2 separate regions of the Pan troglodytes genome follow, and region 1 is linked to region 2. The links are chromatin contacts, called in public HiChIP or PLAC-seq maps. All regions are on one chromosome and are shown on one strand. Each heading gives the region's core, a stretch centred on a gene start, on an enhancer-like site or on the middle of the called end of the contact. The rest is flanking DNA. Distances are from core to core; before and after follow the strand shown. Region 1 holds the start of DENND2A (DENN domain containing 2A). Region 2 has its middle 25 kb from the start of MKRN1.

What was found. HiChIP or PLAC-seq counts read pairs in DNA pulled down with a chosen protein or histone mark.
Region 1: an H3K4me3 HiChIP or PLAC-seq map of stem cell-derived excitatory neurons shows a contact between it and region 2, with 2.9 times the contacts expected there. The contact joins the promoter of DENND2A here to the enhancer-like site in region 2. A contact is called at or near these places in 4 of 7 Hi-C or Micro-C datasets (blood, induced pluripotent stem cells and stem cell-derived neural progenitor cells), 1 of 1 datasets of contacts at active chromatin or transcription factors (stem cell-derived excitatory neurons) and 1 of 1 other capture datasets (stem cell-derived neural stem cells).

The regions. Positions count from the first base shown.
Region 1 is chr6:155,994,910-156,000,757 of NHGRI_mPanTro3-v2.0_pri, forward strand. It overlaps DENND2A (DENN domain containing 2A), which reads right to left and starts at 1,650. Exons shown (of 20, transcript XM_016945474.4): 1 at 1,331-1,650. LOC112209813 (a long non-coding RNA gene) reads left to right here and starts at 1,651. Exons shown (of 5, transcript XR_008536285.2): 1 at 1,651-2,101.
Region 2 is chr6:155,859,934-155,865,168 of NHGRI_mPanTro3-v2.0_pri, forward strand. No RefSeq gene overlaps it. Among named protein-coding and RNA genes, the nearest start is that of MKRN1, 25 kb to the left of the region's middle. Within about 2 kb of position 3,003, at least 7 of the 24 cell types and tissues checked have an H3K27ac peak or open chromatin away from gene starts, as enhancers often do. A contact at or near this core is called in induced pluripotent stem cells, stem cell-derived excitatory neurons, stem cell-derived neural progenitor cells and 1 more, where this site is marked.

The sequences.
Region 1 (5,848 bases), core at 400-2,899, 130 kb after region 2:
GAAACCCCGTCTCTACTAAAAATACAAAAATTAGCTGGGCGTGGTGGTGGGCGCCTGTAATCCCAACTACTCGGGAGGCTGAGGCAGGAGAATCGCTTGAACCCAGGAGGCGGAGGTTGCAGTGAGCTGAGATCACGCCACTGCACTCTAGCCTGGGCGACAGAACAAGACTCCGTCTCAAAAAAATAAAAATAAAAAACAAACGAAAGGACTGGAGGCCAGCCTCCCGCCAGCCTTTTCATTACCAGGCCTCAGAAACCGTCTCTGACACACACGCACACACTCGCACACTCACACATACTTCCTCTCGGAGTTCTGCTCCGTCCCACGCTGCCCACCCAGACTTTCTACTCCACTCTTTTGGTATCTGATATTTGATGATGTAAGGAGAAGGGATTTCTTTCTCTTCTTTTATGTGGTAACCACAGAGGGTTTAAGAGTTTACTAACAAGATTACTGTAGCACGCCTATTACAACTCTGTTACCCCCAGCCCATTACTGTCCGATGTCATTTGGAACCTTGGGGAAGTCACATTCCTGAATCGCATCTGAACAGCAGCTGGAAGTCAGCACCAGCTGGTTAAGGCAGGGTCACTGCACTTCCCTTGCCCAATTTACGCCCCTGGAGAGCCCTGACTAGTTTCCTGCTTCCTGTCCCAGGCCCCCCATGACAAGATTCCACGGCTGAGGTCTGGCTCTACTCCGTGGTCTCACCCAGCTCTCTGTGACCCTCCTAATACGATTGTGTCCAGACTTCCCCTGGGCTCCATCTGCTCCCAACTCCACCCTTGGGGACAAAGTGGAAGAAGTAAGACCATTCAATCATCTTTACCTTCTTGCTTTCCCAAGACTGCAAATGCTGACCGCTGTGAGGGGGGCCCGGCTGCTCAGCCGCCTCGATGCCCCGCGCTTGCACGCGCACGCACACACTCACACACACTCGCACAGACACACTCACACACAGACACACAAGCGCGCGCACACACACACAAGCGCGCGGACACACACACACTCACACTCGCGCCCCGAGGGACCCAGCACGGCGCAGGGCGGGGGTCTACCGGCTTTCTGCAGGTCCCCGAGGCGCGGGACGGCGGCGTCCGGGCTCAGTCCTGGGAGTCAGCCCGAGCCCGGGAGGAACGCCTGGATCGCGCTCTGCACAGTCCCGGGACCAGGCGGGAACTCAGACTCCCGTCTGCAGAGCCGCTTCCCCCGTCAGGGCTCGGGCCGCGCAAGCCGTTTCCTCCCTCCCCCGCGCGTCCCCTCCTCCGTCCCCTTTCCCTCCCCAGCTCGACCCTGCACCCCCTGGCCCGGCCCGGCCCGGCCCTACCTCCCCGCGGGCGGCGGCTCCGCGGGCTCTGGGGCGCATCTTGGGGGCTCCGGGGCGGGCCGGGACGGCTGGCGGCGCGGCTCGGGGGCGGGCGGCGGCGGGTGCCGGGGACGCCATGGCCCTCCGCCCTCCGCCCCTTTGTCCGCCGAGCCTCCCCCGGCAGCCCACAAGCCCCTGGGGGTCCCCGCCGCGCGCGCTCCCGTGGGGTCCCCGCCGCCCCCGGCCCCAGCGGCGCGCTTCCCTCGGCCGGCCCAGCGCAGGCTCGCCCGCGGCCCCTGCCTCCTCCTGCCGTGGCTCCGCGACGATCTGCGCGACGCGCGCCCCCTCCTCCCGACCCATCCCGCCCGGCCCAGTGAGCTAATCCGCAGCTGGCGGGCGCCCGGCCGGTTGCCACGGCAACCCCTCTCCCAGGGCCCGGCCCCGCGCGGAGCTGCGGTAAACAGGACCTTCTGCCGGACTCGCCCCCTCGCCTCTCGGGATGGGGGAGAGGTGGCTTAACCCTTCCTGGGAGGACGCCCGCCGCGCGCCGGCTCCATTCCACCCAGGCCCGGGCGGATTCGCGAGGTGCTTCCGGCCCGAGGCTTAGACCTGGACGTCCAAGCCCGGGGAACGGCGGCCGCATGCCCGGCCCCGCTTACTCTAGGCAGTTAACACACTCTCAGCACCGGGCCGGGGCCGGGGGCACCTCGGGCAGTGAGTCAGGCACCACCCTTGCCCCAGGCAGCTTGCCGTCGGGCCGGGGTAATGACAGTCAGGAGACCGGCGATGCAGGTGATGGGGGCCGGGGAGGGCCCAGGGCCGAGCGCGCTGCAGAAGGGCTCCCAGACCGGGCGGGAAGGGAGGTGGTCAGGAAAAGCTTCCAAGAGGAGAAGTGACTTCATAGACCCGCTGCCCCCACTCACGCAGGACACCGTCAAGGAACACAGGCTACACAGCAGAAGTCCGCAGGGAAATGCCGTGGGCTGTGGGGAAGGCGGGTCTGGAATACAGGCTGGGGCCTTCGAGGAAGTTCCCTGGAGCTTTGACCGGGCCGGGAACATTGAATAGCATTTGCATAGGTGGAGGAAAGTGGTTGAAAGGAAAGGGTTCTGAGTGGAGGGAACAGCACCAGTGGAGGCCGGAAGCAGAGGCTAGGCATTTCAGAAACAGCCGAGTGAGGACCAAGTGGTGAATCAGGTCTGATGGGTAGGCTTAGCCAGATTTCAAGCGGGGGACGGAAAGTTTTTGAGCAGAGGAATGCCCTGATGAGAGTGAGGGGGGTCTGGCGGGGTGATTTGCGCGCGGTGGGAGCAGGCTTCAGGTCCATCTCCACACCAGAGGAAGGTCATCCTCGTCTTTAGCTCAGTGACTTCCAGAAGGGCTGGGAGCCATGGTCCTGCGGGACAGCAAAGAGGCCTAAAGTTCAGGCAATGGGGAAGAGAGAAGAAAGGCTGAGCCTCACAAATCCACAGAAGGAGTGTGCGCGCGAGAGAAAGGCAGGAGGGAGACAGTGAAAAATAAAAGATGGGTGTAATGACGTAATACTGCCCAGGCAGTGCCTATAGACTGGGCGCCTGAGATTTGAGGGACTTGTTCAAAGTCACAGGAAAAAAAGCTCTGTTTTCTTCTCAGCTGAGGGTTTTATGCTTTCTGGGAACTCTTTGAAGCTTTTCTAGGGCGTGTTAAGTTCCTTAAACTCCTCATAACTAAGCATAGTCAACTTTTAGAGCCCACATTTGCAAAGTGCAAGCCTTTTTTTTAAGTGTAAGCATTTAAATTATTGTTTTGTTTGTTGAAGCATTATTCAGTAAGTTTTTCACTTTCTAAATAAAGATCAGAGGCTTGGCTTTTTTTTTTTTTTTTTTTTTTTTTTTTTGAGACGGACTCTCGCTCTGTCGCCCAGGCTGGAGTGCAGTGGAGCGATTTCGGCTCACTGCAAGCTCCGCCTCCTGGGTTCACGCCATTCACCTGCCTCAGCCTCCCAGGCTTGGCTTCTTTTTTATTGATGGATTGATTGAGGCAGTGTCAGTCTCTCACCCACGGTGGAGTGCAGTGTTGCTATCATAGCTCACTTCAGCCTCGAACTCGTGGGCTCAAGCAATTTCCCCACCTCAGCCTCCCAATTAGCTAGGACTACAGATGTATGCCATCATGGTCGGCTTTTTTATTTTTTGTAGGTCTTGCTATGTTGCCCAGGCTAATCTTGAACTCCTGGCCTCAAGTAATCCTCCTGACTTGGCCTCCCAAAGTGTTGGGATTATAGATGTGAGCCACCACGCCTGGCCAAGACTTGGCTTCTTGAGGGTTAATTATTCCCAGGGCTGCTACAACATATAAGAAAGCAAACTGGTGCAATCTTGGCTTGCAACCTCTGCCTCCTGGGTTCAAGCGATTCTTTTGCCTCAGCCTCCTGAGTAGCTGGGATTACAGGCGCCTGCCACCGCGCCACGCCCGGCTAATTTTTTTGTATTTTTAGTAGTGACAGGGTTTCACCATCTTGGCCAGGCTAGTCTTAAAAACGCCTGACCTCATGATCCACCCGCCTTGGCCTCCCAAAGTGCTTGGATTACAGGTGTGAGCCACCACACCTGGCCTTTTTTTTTTTTTTTTTTTTTTTTTGAGACAGATTCTCACTCTGTCACGTAGGCTGGAGTACATTGGCGTGGTCTTGGGTCACTGAAGCCTCTGCCTCCTGAGTTCGAGTGATTCTCCTGCCTCAGACTCCCATGTAGCTGGGATTACAGGCATCTGCCACCATGCCCAGCTAATTTTTGTATTTTTAGTAGAGACAGGGTTTCACCATGTTGGCCAGGCTGGTCTCAAACTCTTGACCTCCAGTGATCCTCCCACCTCAGCCTCCCAAAGTGCTGAGATTATATTGTATAGGTGTGAGCCACTATGCCTGGCCTTCCACTCCCTCATCTTTGACTTCTGGACACTAATCTGTTTTAGGAAAATAACTCCTGCCTTAGTTCCTTGGGTCTGAGTCTGATGAACTGTGTACAGCCTGTGCTTTGTGGATTTCTAACCTTGCCTGCCTCTCACAGCCCCCAGCCCTCCAACTTCTCAGAGCTGGCTGCTCCCATTGCTGGGTCATCCTGTGGCTCTGACCATGACAGGGGTCCCACATAGGGACCCCTCCCTCCTTCCCCTTGTGGCCCCCCCCGCTGGCTCCCTGGAGGAGGGAGACAGGGTAGCCCACGATAGCCCTCCAAGGCTGGTGCTACACGTTGGAGCCTGGAAGGGCCTCTCCGTCATCCCCTCTTCTCCTGTTCCTGGCGCTGACAACTCCAACAGTATATTCGTCCCCTGTCCTCCTTCTCTGTCCATAGCTTCTCTTCATGTTGGAAAATGCTTCGGGTAGGAGGTCATGCCTGGCCTCAAGCTGGGAAAAGTGAAAGTGAGAGGAAAGGGACAAAGTTGATTTCTCTTTTGAGTCTTTAATCTTGCTTCTTTATATTTTATTTTATTTCATTTTATTTTAATTAATTTTTATTTTTTGAGACAGAGTCTTGCTCTGTCGCCCAGGCTGGAGTGCAGTGGTGCAATCTCGGTTCACCGCAACCTCCGCCTCCTGGGTTCAAGTGATTCTCCTGCCTCAGCCTCCCAAGTAGCTGGTATTGCAGGCATGCACCACCATACCCGGCTAATTTTTGTATTTTTAGTAGAGATGGGGTTTCACCATGTTGACCAGGCTGGTCTCAAACTCCTGACCTCAGGTGATCCCCTCACCTTGGCCTCCCAAAGTGCTGGGATTACAAGCATGAGCCACCGTGCCCAGTCTTTTTTATTTTAACATTTATTTTAATTAATTTATATTGAGACAAGGTCTTGCTATGTTGCCCAGGCTGGCCTTGAACTCCCCACCTCAGCCTCCTGAATAGTAACCCTGTTTCTTCCACACAGAGCAGCCCTGGAACACTGCAGTACATTTCTTCCTTCCTCTCCCTCCTTTTCCTCCAGCGTCCTGCTGAGGAGCGCAGGCCTTGATTGGAGGGGCACATTCAGCTCTGCAGCAGGTTGCTCAGCCTCGAAATCCCAGCTTTTTAAACTCTTCATCTGTAGGGTGGAAATGGCAATGGCTGCGGCCTCCTAAGAGCGCTGTTTTGAGGGTTTGGTATGGTGCCTGGCCCATGGGAGGACTCACGGGTACTCTCCTGTTGGTTATTATTTTCCTAATCTCCTTTTTTTTTTTCCCCATGAACACAGAGTGTCAAGGTTGAAGAATGGGAGGCAGGCAGTTTTTCTTCTCCTGCATCAGCGCTCAACTCCCCCTTCCTCCCCACCCCTTTTAGGTCCAGGATCGTCTACCAGCACGCACAGGCAACAGAGCTGGCTTTATCTCAGCCATAAGCCAAGGGAGTAATGCATTCAATGGGCCTGCGGCTCTGTCTTGTGCTCCGACACTGGATAGAACAGACTCTCTCTTCCAGGCTCTGACTGCCTTCCAATAAAAATTAAAATAAAGAAACCAGGCCGGACACGGTGGCTTATGGCTGTGATCCCAGCACACTGGGAGGCCGAGGCGGGCGGATCACC
Region 2 (5,235 bases), core at 1,753-4,252:
AAAAGAAAGAAAGAAAGAAAAAGAAAAATAAAGAAAAAAAAAGAACAAAAAGAAAGAATCAGGTCAGGCATGGTGGCTCACACCTGTAATCCCAGCACTTTGGGAGGCTGAGGTGAGTGGATCACTTGAGGCCAGGAGTTTGAGACCAGCGTGACCAACATGGTGAAAACCCATCTCTACTAAAAATACAAAAATTAGCTGGGCGTGGTGGTACATGCCTGTAATCCCAGCTACTCGGGAGGCTGAGGTAGGAGGATCACTTGAACCTGGGAGGCAGACGTTGCAGTGAGTGGAGATCACCCCATTGCACTCCAGCCTGGGCAACAGAGCAAGACTCTGTCTCAAAAAAAAAAAAAAAAAAGTATCAAAGAACTGAAATTCACCAGATCACTATGTCCAGACAATGTGATGTGTGATCCCTCATTCATCATGATTGCTTCCTTACCCCTCCCTAGTTCCTGTTTTTTTCAACACATGGTTACATTTCTTCCCTGCTATATAAATCCCTGCCTTTAGTCCATCAGGGAGACGGATTTGAGACTGAGCTCCCATCTCCTGGGCTGCAGCACCCCTTGTACCCCCGACTACAACACCAATTAAAACCTTCTTCTTGGCAATACTTATAGTCTCAGTCATCGTCTTACTGTGTAGTGAGCAGTAGAACCTAGACCCAGCTTGTCCAAGCCGTGGCCCAGCTTGGCCAACATGGCGAACCCCATCTCTACTAAAAATACAAAAATTAGCCGGGCGTGGTGGCATACGCCTGTATTCCCAGCTACTCGGGAGGCTGAGGCGGGAGAATCGCTTGAACCTGGGAGGCAGAGGTTGCAGTGAGCTGAGATCGCGCCACTGCACTCCAACCTGGGCGACAGAGTGAGAGCAAGATTCTGTTTAAAATAAATAAATAAATTAAATAAAATCGGCTGGGCGCAGTGGCTCACGCCTGTAATCCCAGCACTTTGGGAGGCTGAGGCGGGCAGATCACCTGACGTTAGGAGTTTGAGACCAGGCTGGCTAACATAGTGAAACCCTGTTTCTATTAAAAATACAAAAAATTAGCCAGGCGTGGTGGCACGTGCTTGTAATCCCAGATACTCGGGAGCCTGGGGCAGGAGAATCGCTTGAACCTGGGAGGTGGAGGTGGCAGTGAGCCGAGATCGTGGCATTGCACTCCAGCTTGGGCAACAAGAGCAAAAGTCCGTCTCAAAAAAAAAAAAAAAAAAATCTTCCCCACTAGGTGGGATGTCTCCTGAGGACAAGGAATGGGTCGTTTTTCTTGTGCCATTGCTTGCTGGAGTCTCCGGCCCATAGACGGTACTAAAGGAACATGTGTTGAGTGGAATCTCAATGGATAATTCTTTTAGGGGTGGACTGTGATCTGGGGAGGGGTGGGACTCAGGCCTGTGAAGCATGGTGTCTTGATTCATGGTCTATGCTAAATGTGTTTACATAGACATGTGTCTATGTGAAATGCTGCCTCACTGGCCACCGCCTGTACTGGGGAAATCCTCATGGCTAAAATGAGGCCTGGGATGCTTGGTTTGAGGTGGGACCCGTGTGAGGTGGGCAAGTTGGATGGCCGTCAGAGCTAGGAAAGGGTAGCGGTGACATTGGCTCCTTGAGAAAGCAGCAGGGGCCTGTGGGAAGAGGTGTCTGTCCAGAGGTCCCGGGAATCCTGGAGTGTCTGTGCTGTGGAGGATTGAGGAGGGTGAGCCTCAAAAGCCCAGCCAATGCTTTGCCATTTGAACCTCTCTTTGCCCGAAAAATCAAGTTTGAGGAGGAATCCAGCTCAGGATATTCTTTGTAAAATCAGAGAACAGAGGAGGGGAGTCACAGGAGTCAGCTAGGGCTGCCATTACCAAGTTTCACAAACGTGGCTTAACTAAGAGAAACTCATCTTCCCCCAGTTCTGGAAGCTGGAAGTCTGCTATCAAGGTGCTGATTGGCAGGGTTGGTTTCTTCTGAGGTCTCTCTCCTTGGCTTGTTGATGGCCACCTTCTCCCCATATCCTCACACAGTTTTCTTTCTGTGTCTGTGTCCACATTTCTTTCTTCCTTTTTTTTGAGACGGAGTCTCACTCTGTCACCCGGACTGGAGTGCAGTGGCATAATCTCGGCTCACTTCAACCTCAGCCTCCCAGGTTCAAGTGATTCTCTTGCCTCAACCTCCCTAGTAGCTGGGATTACAGGCGCGCACCACCACGCCCGTCTATTTTTTTTTTTTTTTTTTTTTTTTTTTACGTAGAGATGGGGGTTTGTCATCTTGGCCAGGCTGGTCTCAAACTCCTGACCTCATGTGATCCTCTTGCCTCAGCATCCCAAAGTGCTGGGATTACAGGCATGAGCCACTACACCTGGCCCCAATTTTCTTTCTTTTAAGGACACTAGTCATGTTGGATTAGAGGCCACCCATAGGCCCCCATTTTAACTTAATTACCTCCTCCAGACCCTATCTCCAAATACGGTTACATTCTGAGGTGCTGGAAGTTGAGACTTCAGCATATGAATTTTGGGATGGACACAGTTCAGCCCATAATGGGTGGGAGAGGAGAGACGGGTACCCATTGTGCCCCCAAATGCATCACAGGGTGGAAAGACTGGTCCTTTAAAGATTCTGGGGGTTAGCAGGTGTCTTGGATTGGTGAGAGTAAATAGGCTAGAGTGATCACCTCCAAACCCCTGGCCAGTCACAGAGGGCACCCTCAACCCCATTATCTTCTTTTTTTTTTTTAAGTATAGATGGGGGTCTTGCTATGTTGCCAAGGCTAGTGTCAAACTCCTGGCCCCTCAAATGATCCTCTGGCCGCCTTGACCTCCCAAAGTGCTGGGATTATGTTATGTGTATTTTAACACAATTAAACATGTAACGGCTATGTAAATGGCTTTAAAGGGCATTTGGAATAGGTAAGGCTCACACAGAGCTCACACAGATGTGAGCCTGTTCTGCGTAAAGGCTGCAGGAGACAGAACTGCATCAGGAGCCTGGGCTGCTTGTCAGGAAGGCAGGCATCCCTGTGGAGAGAGGCCACAGACTGCAGTGCAGTCAGCTACCAAATAAGGAGGCACCCGAGCTATAAATAGCTGTTAAGACAAGCTGAGGCATGCCCTGACATTAAGGTCAGCTCAGCTGTTAGCTGCCTGGCAGACATGGGGGCAACAGCTAACTCTCGTCTCCTCCCTCCTCAGGCACCCCCTTGTTTTGCACAGGGCTCCACCTCCCCCCGTCTCCTGAATCTGACAATGTCAACATCAGCTGAAGGCCCTGGACCAGGCTTCCAGGTCACCCATCCTGGGTATAGCCACAGGTGTGCCAGGTGTCAGACAAGGCTGGAGACAGGAGAGATCTTTTCTGTTGTACAGATGGGGGAACGGGAGGCCGGTAGGAGAGGAGTCATGTTCCAAGTTCCACAGTAAGCAGGTGGCATTGCTGATGCAGCTGCTCCATGCCTCACTCTCTCCTGTACCTCTCGGCCCCTTTGGTGCCCTGGCCCCCAGCAGGGAAGATAAGAGTCTGGAGTAATGGCTGGCATAAGTCTCCTCCCCTCTCCCAGGAAAGGCCAAGACAATCAGTTTGCCATTGAGACGCCAGTTGGGGCCCGGTGCCGTGGCTCACACCTGTAATCCCAGTACTTTGGGAGGCAAAGGAAGGCGGATCAGCTGAGGTCAGGAGTTCCAGACCAGCCTGGTCAACATGGTAAAACCCTGTTTCTACTAAAATTACAAAAAAATTAACCTGACGTGGTGGCACGCACCTGTAATCCCAGCTACTCGGGAAGCTGAGGCATGAGAATCGCTTTAACCCGGGAGGCAGAGGCTGCAGTGAGCTGAGATCATGCTGCTGCATGCCAGCCTGAGTGACAGAGCAAGACTCCGTCTCAAAAAAAAAAAAAAAAAAAGATGCCAGTTGGCTGGGCTTGACATAACATGAAAGGGGGATGATGACTTTTTTTTTTTTTTTTTGAAAATTATGGCTTTTTCTAAGCAATGCACACAGTTCAAATGAAAGGGGATCAGGTTGTGCCACCCCCAAGAGATGCACTTTGGCATAGGATTATTTTCAGCTGAAAGCAATTGAGGATCAACAGATACAAGAAGGTTCTCTGCCCTTCTCTTAGCCAACTAAGAACAGAGCAGAAATTTCCCTCAGTGAAGGTGGCGTGAATTTCCCTTGTGAAGGCAACTCCCTTCTTGTACCAGAAAGAGGAGAGCCGCTCTTATCACCAGAGACAGAGAGCTGGCAGCAGGGTGAGTCTGCATAAACAAGCCTGACGAAAATAACCCTTGTCTGCCGTTAGTTTCTCCTGTATTCCTAGTCACTTTCCCACAAGTAATCAATCAACCCTTGAAGCCCAAACCCCTTTCTTTTGTTAAAATGGTATATAAGCCCCAGAGTCTAAGTGACCTTCTTTGAGTTTCAATTTTCTATGAACTCCTGTGCACATAAATATTAATTAAAAATTTATGCTTTGGGGGACCTGGTGAGGTGGCTCATGCCTGCTACCCCAGCACTTTGGGAGGCCAAGGTGGGTGGATCACTTGAGGTCAGGAATTTGAAGCCAGCCTGGCCAACATGGCAAAACCCCCTCTCCACTAAAAATGCAAAAAAATTAGTTGGGCATAGTGTGCACGCCTGTAGTCTCAGCTACTCAGGAGGTTAAGGCAGAGAATTGCCTGAACTCGGGAAGCGGAGGTTGCAGTGGGCCGAGATCGCGCCACTGCACTCCAGCCTGGGCAACAGTGTGAGACTCTGTCTCAAAAAAAAAAAAAAAAAAAAGGGAAAAGGAAAATACATAACCATGGTGGTGTGTGCTTGTAACTACTTGGGAGGCTGAGGTGGGGTTGGGCCCAGGAGGTCCAAGCTGCAGTGAGCTGTGATGGTGCCATTGCACTCCAGCCTGGGCAACAGAGCCAGATCCTGTCTTAAGGAAAAAAAAAAAAAAGATACTAATCCTTTGTTGGCTATATGTGTTACGAATATTGTTCCCCAGTGTATGACATATCTTTTCACTCTCCTAATGATATTTTTTGATGAGGTGACTTTTTTCCCCCAGTATTTTTTTCAATTACATTTCTCAAATTGAGAAATAATTTACATTTCCAGCCAATGTATCTGCAGAAAAAAACAAACAAACAGGGGGGTGGGGCTCAGTAAGTCATGCCTGTAATCCCAGAACTTTGGAAGGCTGAGGCGGGCAGATCACTTGAGGTCAGGAGTTCAAGACCAGCCTGGTCAATA